2 separate regions of the Gossypium hirsutum genome follow, and region 1 is linked to region 2. The links are chromatin contacts, called in public Hi-C maps. All regions are on one chromosome and are shown on one strand. Each heading gives the region's core, a stretch centred on a gene start, on an enhancer-like site or on the middle of the called end of the contact. The rest is flanking DNA. Distances are from core to core; before and after follow the strand shown.

Region 1 (2,722 bases), core at 124-2,623, 420 kb before region 2:
TCGAACCTATAATCTCAAAGTTTCTAAAGCCTCAATCTTGCCATTAAGCCAAGGCCTCATTGCAGGGATAAAATATTTAAGCAATTGCCAGCACAAACATAATGCAAGAGGGAGAGTTCAATTAGCAACTCTAGTATTCAATACACAAAGGGGTGTTTGAGGGTGAGTGGAAGAAAGGGAAGGATAGTACCTTTTTCCTTTAAAAGGATCATGGAAAAATTCACACGATTCCCTCATGCCAAGGCTAATCAGAGTTCCAATTTCAGTAACTGATAATGAGAACACCTGGAGAGAAGCAAGCCAGCAATGGATGTATATCATGTCTCTAGAACGTATTCATCCTTCACAACAAAGATTTTACATTTGATCTACAGTAAACACAGAATGCGGAGACCAAAATTATGAATGTCCACATACATGCAAATCAATGAAGTCTTTTTAACAAGATTTCGGAACAAAGATTTCTTTGTTCTATCTTAATATTCGAACCATGCATTTCTCCAAATATTAGAAACACCATTATCTAAAATGTTAAATGCTTAGTTAGTTTCTTTTTTAAAAAAGCATTAAACCAAAAGCTTAGTTAGCATAAGATCACCTGCTTCCTACTCCAATCATATTGTCTAACACCAGCTGCAGGTGCAAACTGTAGCAGCACAAAACCTTCCCTGGATATTTTAAATGCCCCAGACTGTAGATAAAACACATCCAAAGAAAATGAGCGTACAAAACAAAGAAAGACCATCAAATTTGCAAAATGAACTTAAAAAAAAAGAAGAGGAAACTATGAATGAAACGTACATCTAAAGGCACAAACTCAGGTGCCCTTGGCTCCACAGTCAGAGCAGCCTTCCCTTTGTAAATGGAATGACCTACATAAAACCTAGCCGGCAACCCTGCTGTCAAATAAAACACTTTCAACACTTGAAAAGAAAACACTGATAAAAAAAGCTACAAACACAAGGCTTTAGCTTTACCTAAGGATGATGGCGAAGAAGAAGAAGAAGAGTCATTAAACCTCTGTTTCTGATCGAAGTATTCAGATTGGCGGCATTTGAGAGAAAACTTGGAGGGTTTAGAGAGGGGATTAAATTTAAAGGAACGGGTTTGGGAGGAGTTGAGTGAAGAGAAAGATGGGAAAAGCTTGGGGTTAGAGATGGAGTTGAGGTTTACGGTTTGGGGAGTGAGTGGGGGAGAAGATAAGAGTTGAAGTTGCAGCATTCTTTTCTTTTGGGTATTTTCTTTCTTTGGTTCTCTCTCTTCCCACCTATATTTGATTTAATATTTTCTGTTAAGGTTTGGGGGTGAGTGGGGGAGAAGATAAGAGTTGAAGTTTTATTTTGCGTATTTTATCAAAAGAATTCTTTTCAAATGATAAAAAATTTGATTTGTTTTGAGATTTTAAATTTAAGTTTTGTGAGAATTTAGGTTTAAATCTTAAAAGATAAATATATGGAATTAATTTTAATCAATTCTAAAACTTAGTTTTCTTTTGCGGATTTTATCAAAAGAATTTTTTTAAATGATAAAAAATTTGATTTGTTTTGAGATTTTAAATTTAAGTTTTGTGAGAATTTAAGTTTAAATCTTAAAAGATAAACATATGGGATTAATTTTAATCAATTCTAAAACTTACTTGAAAATAACTTAATTGAAATGTCCTAGGATGTGAGGTTCTTACAAGTTCTTGCTTTAGAAAAAAAATTTTCTCCTTATTTTTTTTCGAAAAAGTAAATTACTCTATTAATCACTAAATTATATTTAAATTTTTATTTTGGTTACTTAATTAAAAATAGTTATAATTTAATCATTAAATTATTGAAAATTTTCATTTAAGTAACTGGAATGTTAAAATCGATCTTACATGACTTTTTTTATTTCATGAAACAGTTTTGGAAATTATGAATTAGCAAATTAAAATTTATTGAACTTTTTTTTTTATTTTCTATACTGACCATTAAATTAACTTAAACTTAATATATATTTTTTATTCGTTGATGAAGTACTAATAGTTGAATCATCTCTTAAAATTTACTGATATAATTTTTTTCAAAAAAAAATTAACAATTCAATAACCTATTTAAAATTTATTAAATAATTCAGTTATTTAAATATTTTTAAATAATTATAATATTTTTATAAAACCAAAATAAAAACTTAACCTGACTAAGTGTCTAAATTTGTTTTAAAACATACATATAAAGTGTTGTCGGGTCGGGAGTAGAGGCTTATCCTGCGCCACACATCGTCTCATTTAGCCAACCACATGGTCTCCATCAACATCACTTCTAAGTTGGGAAGCCCATTTTAACTTGATAACTTTATTTCATCATCTTTTTGGTATTCATACTCTCTCTCGAATCAACTTTTACATATGGAAATGTCTTCACTTTCTCCCTTCTTTCGACCTCTCCTTCCTCAATGGAGTTTCTTGGTTATTCTCAACTCCAACCCAAAGATTAGCCTCAAACCTTGTGTCTTTTCATCATCTTCATCTTCATCTTCCTACAATAATGATTCAGTTCCTCTGCCTAAACAAAGCCAAGTACTCTCTTCTTCTTTTTTCTACGGGGTTGCTCTTTTTGGTTTTTTTTCCTTCTTCTTTTTTTAATGTTATGTTTTTCCTCTGTGGGTGGCAGACACAGTTGGGTTATGATCCTTCAGAGGAGCTATTTGGACTCTCGCCTGTTCCAAAACCAAGGTTTTTAGCACTCCTGCCTGC
Region 2 (2,748 bases), core at 191-2,690:
GATCTTTGAAGGGTTATATCGGAAACAGATACTTCTAAGAAAAATGAAGACTCGAAACATTTCCAACGGCTGGGAAAATGAGTTTCTGAAGCAAAGGTAACGAGGACATTTGCTTCATTACAGGAGGAGCAGAGTGAGAATTAGCATAAGTAGCTGATTCTGCCCATATAAAATAACAACTTAGCATCTCAGCATTCATGAAATTTACGAGGGGTTTTTAATTTTACTTTCTTTTGTCTGGTATCCAATAGTCATATTGTGTTTCGACTAAATTCAGAGTCAAGCCAAGTCAGACCACTAAATAGAGAGTAAAGCGCTCTCAGTATTATTTTCTTCGTCGACCATATTTGAATCCGAAATCTTGCTTAAAAATATCAAACTCCTTACAATTCCACCTAGCGGTACACCTTTCCCTTCAGAAAGAAGATCTACTTTTTCTTAATTAAAGGGAAGCTACTAGTTTGCATTTGTTAAATACATTAAAACTCCACTACCTTGCATATATCTTAAAATCCAGATAACAAGAACAAAAAATCCATGCAAATTTCACTCTTGAAATCTCTTAGCTACATAATATAAACCATAAAAGTTCACCATCTAAGATTCATATTACAAACAACATTGGTCACTGAATACATCATGATGAAATTAAAATAACCCATGGATCAATTATACGCAAGCAATATGTAAGAATAGAAAACGTATTCATTCAGCGGCTGTCAAGTGGAGGGAAAGGGGTTGAAGCCACTTCGTACCATTTCGTCAAGCGTCGAAAACAAAGGTTGGGGCAGATTATCCCAGTCATACCAATCCCAGCCGTCGCATTTGTCTGGCTCCGGGTTTTGTGGAACTTGATTAGGGTCAGCCAGCACTGCACGGAGAAAGATGATGACGTAATGGCAGGGTTTGGATTTGTCCAGGAAGACTTTATTGGTCACTGTTAAGAAGTCTGCTTTCCCCATTACCAAGCCCGTCTCCTCCATCAGCTCTCTGGCTCCGCACTCTTCGAAGCTCTCACCTGCCAACAATTATTTTGCCCTTTTTTTTTAATTAATGAAAGCGAAACAAGTAGAGATGTGAGTTGAGAGAGAGAGAGAGACGGACCAAACTCGAGGTGGCCGCCGGGGAGAGCAAAGGTGGATTCACCGATTGAGGCGCGGCGGCGACCCAGGAGGACCGATTTCCCCTTCAACACGAACAGCACAACACCTACTCGTGGCACGGGCTGTGTTTCCTCCATCTCGAATGACAGTTCAGTTGGTGGGTTCTCTGGACTAGTAATAAAGAGAAGGGAGACTGGGGGACAACGCAATTAGGCAGTCAAAGGTGGCGTATAATATATTATATTATCAAAATGTAAGGGAAAGTGCGCGGCCCAGTCATCTTTCTTTGTTGGTGGGCTGGTTTTAACTTGCTATTTTGACTTCTGTTTTTTGTCTTTGTCTATCTCTGTCGTCACTGATAACATTCTTCGTAGTTAGGATGCTATTGTGGAAGTTGCACCGGTTTAACTAAATAAATTATTAAAAATTTTAATAGATTCAGATTGATATATCAATCGATCTAAATATGAAAACAATAATATGCAACTCTTTTTTTAGAAGAGAGATATGTTTATAATAACATACATACGGTGAAATTAAAATATGTAAAGAGATGAAATTTTTAAAAGTGTATTAAATTCATTCAAAATATTTTAATTGTATCTTCAAATATTAATATTGTATCAATTAACTATCTATTTAAGTATTAAATATTAGCTTGACTTATATATATATAATTTGACTGTTTTTTAAACATGTTATTGTATTTTGAGGATTTAATTAAAATGTTTTTAAGTTTGATGAGCATTTTAGAATCTAGACCACGGTGTGGGGACATTGGTGTAATTAACCCTAATTTATATTTTAAACAAACACAGCTCTATGTAAGTAAGAAACAATCCAATCCATTACTGAACTTAAATTTAATTTTCTTGTCTTGTTCCGAAACCCATGTTAAAAGATATCTAATAGGATTAAATGAAGGGGGGTAAAAGGCCTGGTAAAGATCATCTACAAACTTACTTCCATTGTTGTTATATTAATGTTATAGTCATGGCTACAATTCATTTTCATAGCATCTGAGAGTAAATGATGAATGGCTAGAAAGGGCTGACATCATGAGCCAATTTCAACATGAACTCAGGTACAAGGCGTCTTCTTGGAGGCGCCACGGCATCTTTTGCAAGGGCTGCTTCATCTTCACCATGTATGATGGCAACAACATCTTCAAACATCTCATCTCTGCCGCCTCTCATGGGATCCTGATTATTTATTTTACATGTATGTTGGCAGAATATTTATACAACATTCACCCAAAATAAAACAAAACACAAAGCATGGTTACTTCTTCCATTACCTGAAGAAACAAATCTGTGTGAGTCTTTCCATCATACAATATGGATTCTGCTTTCCCTCCAACTCTTCGAAGCGTATCAGCAAAATTTTGACTGCAAGGAGAAGGAAAACTTGTTATAAGAAATCTGCATTTGAATCAGCTGTGACCTAGTCATTCAACAATCACTACATAGCAACATCATAACAATCTAGATGCAGAAGAAGAAAATGAAAAGTAGTATTGCTGTAATCTATGATGATTATCAAGGGCCTTATCCATGTATGCACATATAATTATTAACAACAAAGGAACAAACATTTAGAATTATGAATTGAGAGGACGAGATTTAAACCTGGCATCCGCAGGAAT

The links. A called contact is a pair of places that touch in the nucleus more often than the background predicts.
Region 1: a Hi-C map of leaf shows a contact between it and region 2, with 2.0 times the contacts expected there. The contact joins the promoter of LOC107894079 here to the promoter of LOC107901162 in region 2. A contact is called at or near these places in 8 of 34 Hi-C or Micro-C datasets (callus, hypocotyl, leaf and 1 more).

What each region holds. Positions count from the first base shown.
Region 1 is chrA13:17,453,026-17,455,747 of Gossypium_hirsutum_v2.1, reverse strand. It overlaps LOC107894079 (single-stranded DNA-binding protein WHY1, chloroplastic), which reads right to left and starts at 1,373. Exons shown (of 7, transcript XM_016819286.2): 1 at 978-1,373; 2 at 802-896; 3 at 599-691; 4 at 191-285. The coding sequence starts at 1,221. It overlaps LOC107894080 (zinc finger CCHC domain-containing protein 9), which reads left to right and starts at 2,231. Exons shown (of 8, transcript XM_016819290.2): 1 at 2,231-2,545; 2 at 2,640-2,701. The coding sequence starts at 2,375.
Region 2 is chrA13:17,037,942-17,040,689 of Gossypium_hirsutum_v2.1, reverse strand. It overlaps LOC107901162 (nudix hydrolase 1), which reads right to left and starts at 1,440. Exons shown (of 2, transcript XM_016827059.2): 1 at 1,105-1,440; 2 at 577-1,018. The coding sequence starts at 1,240. The coding sequence ends at 720. LOC107930773 (probable isoprenylcysteine alpha-carbonyl methylesterase ICMEL1) reads right to left here. Exons shown (of 10, transcript XM_041084994.1): 9 at 2,401-2,491; 10 at 1,929-2,305. The coding sequence ends at 2,144.